Regions from separate parts of the Mus musculus genome. Here region 1 is linked to region 2. Evidence: chromatin contacts called from public HiChIP or PLAC-seq data. All regions are on one chromosome and are shown on one strand. The core of a region is the stretch at or near the end of the contact, and the rest is flanking DNA. Distances in the headings are between cores, read along the strand shown.

Region 1 (4,909 bases), core at 445-2,944, 77 kb before region 2:
GTGCACCACCATGCCCGGCGTCCATTCTTTTAATACGGTGCTCTCATACTGGGCAAACTTTTTATAAACTAAGCTACTTTTCTTTTTTAAATATTTATTTATTTATTTATTTATTTATTTATTTATTACAAGTACACTGTAGCTGTTTTCAGACACACCAGAAGAGGGCATCAGATCTCATTACAGATGGTTGTGAGCTACCATGTGGTTGTTGGGACTTGAACTCAGGACCTCTGGAAGAGCAGTCAGTGCTCTTAACCTCTGAGCCACCTCTCCAGCCCCTAAGCTACTTTTCTTAAGTCTGCCCATACTGGCGACTCCCTGAAATTGTTTAGTGACAGCAATAGTGGTTTCACTTGAATGGAGGTGTGTGTGTGTGGGGTGTGTGTGTGTGTGTGTGTGTGTGTGTGTGTGTGAGAACAGGCCTCTGCAGGGTGGTGGCCACGCCTTTCAAGCTCAGTGCTCCAGAGGCAGAGAGGCAGCTCCAGAGGCTGGCCTCTGACTTTGAGGCCAGGGTTCTTTACAAAGTGAGTTCCAGGGACAGCTAGGACTAAACAAAGAAACAAACCAACAAAAACCCTACCTTGAAATAAAATAAAGCTGGGGTTTCATATAGCCATAGCCCAGGCTGTCTAGTCTAAACTTACTATGTAGTGGAGAATGACCTTGAACTCCCGGTTGTAGGCATGTGACTCTCGTCTCTGAGTCAGACTCTGACTGTAGAGCATTGTCTGGCCTGGGACTCACTCTGTAGACCAGTCTGACCTCATTTCCCCTGCTTTCCAATGGTGGGATTTCTGTGTAGTGATGGCCTGAGTTTTCTAGGCAGTTCAGGCTATGCTCAAACTTGTATTCCTCTTGTCTCTGCCTCATGGGTGCAGGCTACAGACACCCTGTTCAGTGATCTCTAGAAGACAGTCTCACTCCCATACAAGGCTTTTGGACAACCACATCTTATAACTTCTCCCATCGAGGTACTGTGTGCGTCTCCCTGGGCTTCCTGCCTATCACCCACCTCTCGATGACAGGCACCCACCCTCATGCTTTGGCACTGCAGCCCCTGCTGACACGTGCATGCCTGCCTGTTCTTCCTGGCCCCACCGGGCCCCTGAACCCAGACAAACCATTTGGCTGCAGGTGGTCTTCAGCTCCCTCTGACCTCACCCCCATAGTTGAGATCCCACGGCTGCCTTGAGCCAACAGCCCCGTGCTGGGCTAGCCTGGTTTTTCTCATAGAGCCTTGGGCATACTTTTCCTAAGATAGGCAGTGTCCAGAAGACAGGACCTGGAATGGGGGCCGCAGGAAACCAGGTCTGGCTTTTTTCCTCTTCTCCCAGATGGGGACCCCTGAGGAGAGGGCCTAACTCTCCTCCCTCTGCTTCAGGTGGAGGGCTCTCTGAGGACTGACCCAGAATTGTTTTTCCAGTCCTTCCACCTCTTCCACCTTTCTGTTACTTTCTGGAAACTTCTATGTACATCTCCATCTACACAGCTTTCTCTATAGCCTGGGTCTCAGGAACCTCTGTGGCCTTCTGCAGGCTACCTCTGGCTCTGGTCTTAGAGATAAGCCAGACACTTGGCATGTAGTACTGGCCTTTCCTCTGGGACTATGAGGCCCAGAATTCACACCTGGAACTCCACCTCTGACCTCACAAGGGCTGCCTCAGAACTCAGTCTCCATGGTGCTACTGGTAAGAACAGAGATGCTATTTTGGGCAGTGTGTATGGACTTGGCTTAAGTGGCATGGGCCAAACCCCTGCCCTACTGACCTCTCCCCTGGAGAAGCACAACAGAACTCACAGCCACCCTGGGGAGGGCCCAGAGGCAGGCTCAAGTGAGGACTCGGAGACCGCAGAGCTACAGTTCAGTTGCAGCTTGAGTCTGCCTCCCTGATAGAGAAACGGAATCAAGACCAGCTGTGAGACGGAGGCTGAAAGACACAGAGCACTTCAGAGAGTGAGCGGGGCTGCGGGTAGTCTGGGACAGGGGAGCCTCCTTGGGGCAAGCCCAGCAGGGGGTGTTTGGGAAAGAAAGTTCACCAGGAGTTGGAGTATGACTCTCTGTCCTGGTTCAGCCCTGTGTGGCCGTGTGACACGGACAGATTGGCTGTCACTTGGATGTGGCAGGATCATAGCTGCTGAGTGGAGCAGAGGGTGGGAGGGTGCATTGGGCTGCACCGTGGAGGGAGGAGAGGAGAGCAAACAGACTGGGCAGAAGTGAGGCAGGTCAGAGATGGGTCTGCTGATGGCATCTTCCTCAGGCACTTTAAGGTTAGGGATATAAATTGATGCTTCATCCAGAGAAAATCGGGTAGCGCCTGTCTGGGGGCAACTGTCAGGAGTTACCCTGGCAGTCTAAGAGGAGGATGGACTAGAGGGTAAGTTTCAGAGAGGTGGGAGAGTCAACTTTAGCACAACGTTAGTTATCCAAAGCTAAGTAGATGGCAGACTTGGGGAGGCCAAGAGGGCTTTTGAGGAGCCCCGGTCTTGAGGTCCAGGTTTCTGGGGTAGCATGAGTAGAGGGGGGGGGTAGGACACTTTCACATTGCTTGAGGCATTCTCACCTTCCTCCCTCTTCCCTCCTCCCTCCAGCTTGCCTGGGTTTGGGATAGCGCTGTCCTGATTGCTTCTCTCCAAGTTCTGAATCTCTCACTCAGCCCTAGGTGGTTCCTCTCCAGTACCACAGAGTCTAAAACTCAGAAAACAATGGCCGATATCAGGTTAAGGGACGCTCTGAAGATCTGGATTGAGGATACAGGGCTGGTGAGCAGGCTCTGTCTGCCCCGTGTAAATGGCAACTAGCTGACCCAAATCCATCGCCTTTGACTCTTGGTGATGACAGAGTCTGCACTAGTCAGGGTCCTGATCTCTTTACCTCCTCAAGCCTCCGCTCCAAGTCTTGCTCTCCCGGCTCTCCAGCCGTGCGCTGTCCTCAGTTGCTTTCTGTACACATGCTCAGACTCCCTCAACAGTTCTTCCCTTTTCCCGGAGCTCTCTCCCTATATTTACCCACATGGCTACTCCTTCAGCCTTTCCATTCATTTCCAAAGAGGCCCCTCAGTCAGGCTTCCCGAGACAACTGTACTTCCGGTCCCACTCCCTGTGCAGTGGCAGCTGATGCATTCCTAGTGCCCTTCTAGACCTCTGTAGTCCTCACTGCCCTCTCAGGCAAGCATGCCTATCCAACTCATTGCTGAGTGCCACGAGAATACAGATGCTCGCCCTTTGTGCCCTCTCACTGGACCCAGCGGCTCCCTCTGCATTGGCAACCTTGCTCTTTCAGCCATGTCTCCCTTCTTGGCTTTAGACCTACTTCATAAGACCAGCAACTCGACGCCGGGTGAAAATTACCATCTCCGCACTGCACCTCCAGCCTCTCTCGTCTTCCTGTGGGTCTCAGCTCAGACAGGGGTCCCCTTCTCCTCGGCTCCAGCCAGAAGTCAAGGGTAACGTCCTTAATGTTCCCTCTCCGCCATGGCTCTCATCTAGGCACTAATACCTTAAATACCTAGGCTTTGTGTCTCCCCACCCCTCTTTCCCCAAGGCCCACCTAGCCACACCTGTCCTGTTCCTCTTCATCCCCGAGACCCAGCACCTTCCCCAGACGCCAGCACTGTACCACCTAACGAACACCGGTGTCTAAAACTCATTTTTTCATCTGTCTATCCATCAAACAAAGCTTTTATTGAACAAAAGTTTATCAAGTGTCAGACTCCTTAGGAAGGCTTTGGCGTCAATCTGGTTAGGATAGAGAAATAGATTGCCCAGTTCTTGGTAGGTTATTCAACCAGTGATCGCGCACATCTGTGGGCCTGGCACTGAGGGTCCTGGGGAGGTGAGACCCTGTCTCTCCTTTTCTCCTCCTCATTGCTCCTTCACCCACTCACTTCCAAGCACCTCTCTGCTGGCCTGGTTGTAGAAGCCCGGTGCGTTTGCTGACCCCCTCCCCCACCTTCTGAAGAACCTGGTTTTTGTTTTCAGGCTTCTGTGCTGTTTATAGAGCCCAGCATCAGATTTTGCCAAACCTCATGGGCAGAGTTCCCCCACTGTTCCTAACCCCAAGCTCTGCAGAGAGACAGACACAGTTGAGCTCTGATTCCCATCTACCCCAGACCCTGCCTCCTCCCCAAAACAGATTGCACTTTCAGTTCCCTGCCTACCCCCTTTGCAAAGTGGCCACATTGGTACACCCCTCCTGCCTGTTCAGTCTGGGACAGAAGGAAGAAGAGGCCTAGATGGGTCATCTTACCTTCCATGTCCCTATAGCTCTTGGGTGTCTTCATCCCTGCTCTCTCTACTGCCCCGGGCAGGAGAAGGTACTCGGGGAGAGGCACCTGGGTTACCCATTAACTCAGCCATGAGTTGAAGGGCAGATGGGCAGGAGGCAGACTTGAATCTCCTTTCTGTTTGTTAGCTTGGTCTGCTGCTTCAGGTCCACCCACAACTCCACAATGGCCCCCAGGTCTGTGCTGGAGACCATACAATCAGTGCTACAGAAGAATATGGTGCGAGAGTTTCTGGCAGAGTTCCTGAGTACCTATGTCATGATGGTGAGTGGCTGGGTGGCCTTGGGAGGCTGGGGGGCAACAGAGGCAGTCCTTTAGCCCCTCCCCACTGTTGACCCTAGGGTCATATCATTCCTTCCCCTGCCTCTGCGGTGGGAGCTGGGGAAGAAGAGAGGCCTTCCTCATCAAGTCTTTTTGGGATAGAGTGGAGTCAGAGGCTGGTGGACGGGTGGGAAGGAAAAACCAGTACTGAGGAGACTGAGGAGCAAGGCATCATGGTTCCTACCTGCAGTGTCAGCCCTTGGGAGACCTAAGGCAGGAAGGTTGAAGCCAATTTGAGGCTAGCCTGCTGTGCATAGCAAGTTCTAGGCTAGTCAGGGTTCTACTGCGAGGAACTGTCTTAA
Region 2 (5,020 bases), core at 315-2,814:
AATGCAATGTGTTCTTGCACTCTTTAAACTGAGACAGGGAAAAGAACATGACCTGTACAGGCACATCCTAATAGTGGCCCATCAATCTGTCAGAAGTGCAATTGTAATTCAAGCCAATGTTGGACATTGCTGTGATTTTCAGGAAGAGCAGGCCATTATGTCAAATCTACACAGTGGGTTGTGACAAGTCGTCATCGTGGTCTTCTTCTTAATAGTAATGTTAAGAGTATGTTGTTGAGAGTAAAAGAAACCTCTGCTTCTCGGCCTCCAACCCCATCTTCCCAGACAGGATCTCACTATGTAACCCTGGATGGTCTGCAACTATGTAAACCAGGCTGGACTCCAACTCGAAAGATCCTCCTGTTTCGCCCTCCCGAGGGCTGGGATTAAAGATGTGCGCTACCATGTCTGATAGCACTGAAACATTTGGTTTACTTTAAAAACAAAAAAACTTTTCTTTTAATCTTGTGTTCCTGTTTTAGCAAGGGTGCTTTGGGGGGACAGGGACGGGATATATGCCACGTGTTTGCTGATGCCCTCCGTGGCCAGAAGAGGGCGTCAGATCGCACAGCTTTCCAGGTGGTTGTGCAAGCGAACGTGACTGCTCTGTTGAGGAGCTACTGTTCTTAAACACTTGAACTAGCGCCCCAGCTTCTCGGTTCACATTTACATTTAGGTAAATGTGTACTAATACCCCATGCAAAACGTTCCTTTTTTTTTTTTTTTTTTTTTTTTTTTTTTTTGCTGTCCACAAAATTTGAAAGCCCGGATTGACCAATACACCTTGAAGAAAATGGAAATAGCTTATACGAACAGTCAAATGAGGCTGTCTCTACCACAGGGGTAGCTCCAGGAGGGAGAGTGAGCCAACAATCAGGGAGAGAACAGGGAGGGTCTGGGAATTAGCTTACTACTCCAGGCTGACAGATGAGGTAACTGAGACTGGATCACGTCACGCACCTCAATATGGGATTTCACACCCCCTCAGGACTGGGCCCGCTGGCTGGCTGGCCCGCGCGCGCGGAACCCGCCACTCCGAGAGGTAAAGAACACACCCCTAGCACAGCGCGCAAACTCGCTGGCCTCCAGGGCCCGCTACGGAGAGTCGCCTACGCCCGGCCGGCCGGCCGTCCGCCCGCCCGCCCGCCCGCCGGACTCTGCTCCGCGCGGCCTCGGGAAGGCCGGAAGGAGCCCCGCGGGGGGCGCCAGAGGCCCACGTCCGCTCCCTTGGCGCCGGGACCCGCCCGCTCTCCTCGGAAACCCAGGGGCCGAGCCTCCCCATCCCGTGGAAGATGGAGGAGGGTTCCGTACGTGCAGCGCGCGTGGCTTGGCCCTCGCGAGCCACTGTCCCCGCGCAGCACGCACCCCACTTGCCACCGCAATGGCCCGCACCCTTCGGACTAGACTGCTAGACCCTAGGGGTCCCGCGCGGGAAACGGGACAGTACCTGAGACCGGAGGCGCCTCCGCCATCCCGTGCCGCAGCACCTCAAGCGAGCCCCGCCACCGAGCGAAGGCTGTCACCTGGTCACGTGTCCCGGATTTCCGGCGCCGAGAGACTAGTCGCTCCTACGCGCCCGGGGACAGCCAAGGGGGTGGTGCTACCTGAGCACACAGTGAAATGGCGCATTTGGGACGTCAGACAAATGCGCCGGCCCGGGTGCAAGCGGGGTTTGCGGGGGGGACACGAGTGGCTGGAGGAGACCCACCCGGACCGCAGGATCTACTGCCCCCAACTTGCGTAATTGCTTTTCGAGAGCTGCTGGGTTCTCCAGCTGCTACGCCTTTTTGTCAAGTCCTGCCATCCGCCCGGCTTCAAATGACCTTCAGCTAAGAGGCGGCCTGGAGCGGCTCACGCAGGCGACGAGGGGGGGGGGGGCGCTGTAGTAATCAAAGGGCATTGTGGAGGAAAAGACTGCAAAACAATAAAAGGTTACCTGCCAAGGGTTAGGTAGCCCACGACTTCAGGACCTGGGAGGCTGGATCGGGGGTGGGATGGGAGTGGGATGTAGTGAGTTCCAGGTCCTGGGCTACCTATCCCTGTCTGTGTAAAACGAAACACAGTATCTAAAGGACTAATAGCAAATGAGCCACAAACCGGTAGGCAAGTAACAAATACAAATGAACACCAACTGAGGTAGACAGTTTGAAGTTACTGTGTTTTTTTTTTTTTTGGAGGGGGGGGGAGAGTGGGGAAAGGGTGTCCTGATGTAGCCCCTGTTGGTATTCAGGCATTCTGCTGGCCTGCCCCCAGGACCCTAGCAACCACTTAGACCTGCCTCCACCGTGTGTGATAGGTGTGTGCTGCGTCTAAAGAGACGCCCCCAAGCGTCCCCCCCCTCCCCCCCCCCGCCACCCAGCAGCTGTCTATTGTCAGCGTCCGGTCCCCTTCTCTCTGCCCCATGGCTTTGCTCCTGTCTGTCTGACTGGCTCCATGCCTACTTGTCTGCCTCTATTCCTTTCCTAGGCCCTCACTCCTCTTCTCCCAATAAACCACTTTTACTTCAGGTCTTGTTTGCATGACGTAATTTCTCAAGGTTGTACCTTGGCACGGGCCTTGCAGTAGGATCTTCTCTGTCTCAGCCTCTTTTATAGTAAAATATAATCTTCCAAGGTGAGGTGTGGTGACTTAGACTTTAATTCCAGCACTCTGGCAGCAGAGACAGTAGTTCTCTGTGAGTCTGAGGCTAGTCTGATCTACATAGTGAGTTCCAGGCTAGCCAGAGCAACAGTACAACACTGTCTCAAACATTCTCCACGATGTGACCATTTTGGTTACAGGGCTTCTGCACTTCTTTCTAATATCTACAGACTAAGAAGCCTTCGACTGGGTGGCTTAGCCTGCCCCTAACCGAGCACATTTAGGAATCCTTCAGGAATTATATTTGAAAATCGGCCTCAGAAAGGTGAGACACGAAACCGTTGTATTTGTACTACCTGCAGTAGTGAGATGATGATGATGAGAGAGACAAGAGGAGGGAGTGGAGGGGAGAGAACAGACGTTTGTGGGCAAGTTGCAGAGTCAATTGGCATCTTTGGAATTTAGTAGGCTACACACTACTTATTTTCAAATGACATCGTACTCCAGAACCTCGGAGCACAGCAAAGGCCAATGTATAATGTTTAACAAAGTCAAATGAAGATAGCAATTTATCATTAACGCCAAAGTTAACCAGCCTAAAAACCCAAATGATCATTATCTCTGACCAGAAGTTCCTGATGGAACAGAGCCCTGGCTTAGTTCTCAGCAGCAGACACCTCCATGGTCATCACACAACTTGGGAAAGTTGGTTCTCTCCTTTTACCTATGGGTCTGAGGGATCTGACTCAGGTCAACAGCCTAGCAGGAAGGGCTATTACCTGCTGACTCCTTGTCAGCCTTCTGGTTGAACATTACTTAATAGCCTTATGGATTTCTTCTTTTAGACTTCTCATTTTATATCTGTTGTCTATTCTTTTCTGTTGAGTTGCTGTGTTTTTCTTGCTATGGACTTTTAAAAAAAATATTTCTCTGTGTGTGTGTATGTTGAACATGATTGTCTGAGTGTATGTATGTACATGTGTGTCCAGGGGTTCTTGGAGGCCAAAAGAGGGCACTGGGTCCCCTGGAGCTTGAATTACAGGCAATTTGATTTTACGGAGCTGTTAGTGATTTTTAAGTCTCTCTCACACAAACACACACACACACACACACACACACACACACACACACACACGTATATATATATATACACCAGAAAGATGATAAATAAATCCAAGAAGTGAAATTATGCGTGTAAACAGCAGGTCTTTCATTCCAAAGATTACATGAGATATACCTAGGCCACTAGAAACTGAGAAGGAAACTGGGCTTGGAAAATGTTAAAACCAGGGATTGGGGCAGTGAAATAACTTAGCAGATAAAGGTATTTCCTGCCAAGCCTGGTGACCAGAGTTCAGTCACCAGGAACCATATGATGTGAGGAAAGAACTGATCCTTGCAAGTTGTCCTCTGACCTCCACAGATACCTGTGACCCCCCACCTAAAAAAACAATGTGACTTTTGAAAAGCAAGGCTTAATGATTTCTTGGCTATGGAGGATGAAGCAAAATGTAGGCAATGAAGACAATTCTACAGCATTCTGTTTAGGTGACAGGATAATGGTTTCCCTAGCTGGAAGGGAAAACAGCAGAGACTTGGGTCTGGAGGAAGGTGATGATCTATCTGTCTTTGCTATGTGACTGTCAAGTGCTTGTGAGAGTCTGGGACATCCAAATAATTGTCTGGCAAAGAGCTGGATGTTTGCAGCTGACACAACTACTAGAGACCCACAGCTGGTTAAAGTGTAGAGCCCACGGGGTACCCAGCTCCAATGGGTACACCTACAGGATCTCTATACCCAAGGCTCAGAGAACATCTTGGTAGAGAAATCATAAGGAGTTTAAGAGTTAGAGAGGCAGGGTGGATGCTTTCCACGAGTTAGCATCTTCGAGATAGGACAGAAAGGTTGCACTCACAAAATCCTAACACTATGGTTGCCTAAATAAGACCTGCATAATGACAACTCCAGTTGATACACCAACCCAAATGGAGGAAATTTCACAAGGCTCCACCATTAGATGACGAGCTATAGGCAGTCAATGGCCGCTGAGGAAGAGATAACTGTCAGTTATCTCCAGGAATAAGCCACTGACAGATTATCCCGTCTCAAGTGTTCAGCCCTAAACACATGTACAAGTGAGCAACACTAAGTGGACTTGGTAGGCTACACATATATATACATATAATAATTGGCCGGGCGGTGGTGATGCACGCCTTTAATCGCAGTACTTGGGAGGCAGAAGCAGGTGGATTTCTGAGTTCGTGGCCAGCCTGGTCTATAGAGTGAGTTCCAGGACAGCCAGGGCTACACAGAGAAACCCTGTCTCGAAAAACCAAAAAGCAAAAAAAAAAAAAAAAAATTATAGAAGAGGTCATGAGGGGCTAGAGAGATGGCTCAGCAGTTAAGAGCACCGACTGCTCTTCCACAGGTCCTAAGTTC

What was found. HiChIP or PLAC-seq counts read pairs in DNA pulled down with a chosen protein or histone mark.
Region 1: a contact with region 2 is called in an H3K4me3 HiChIP or PLAC-seq map of embryonic stem cells, with 23 read pairs. The contact joins the promoter of Aqp7 here to the promoter of Nfx1 in region 2. A contact is called at or near these places in 1 of 39 promoter capture datasets (macrophages), 4 of 115 datasets of contacts at active chromatin or transcription factors (the SCID.adh cell line and embryonic stem cells) and 2 of 9 other capture datasets (adipose tissue and pancreatic islet).

Annotation. Positions count from the first base shown.
Region 1 is chr4:41,044,921-41,049,829 of GRCm38.p6, reverse strand. It overlaps Aqp7 (aquaporin 7), which reads left to right and starts at 1,694. Exons shown (of 8, transcript NM_007473.4): 1 at 1,694-1,957; 2 at 3,308-3,446; 3 at 4,415-4,550. The coding sequence starts at 4,452.
Region 2 is chr4:40,967,487-40,972,506 of GRCm38.p6, reverse strand. It overlaps Nfx1 (nuclear transcription factor, X-box binding 1), which reads right to left and starts at 1,564. Exons shown (of 24, transcript NM_023739.3): 1 at 1,448-1,564. The coding sequence starts at 1,472. It overlaps Gm52692 (a long non-coding RNA gene), which reads left to right and starts at 2,348. Exons shown (of 2, transcript XR_003955193.1): 1 at 2,348-2,905.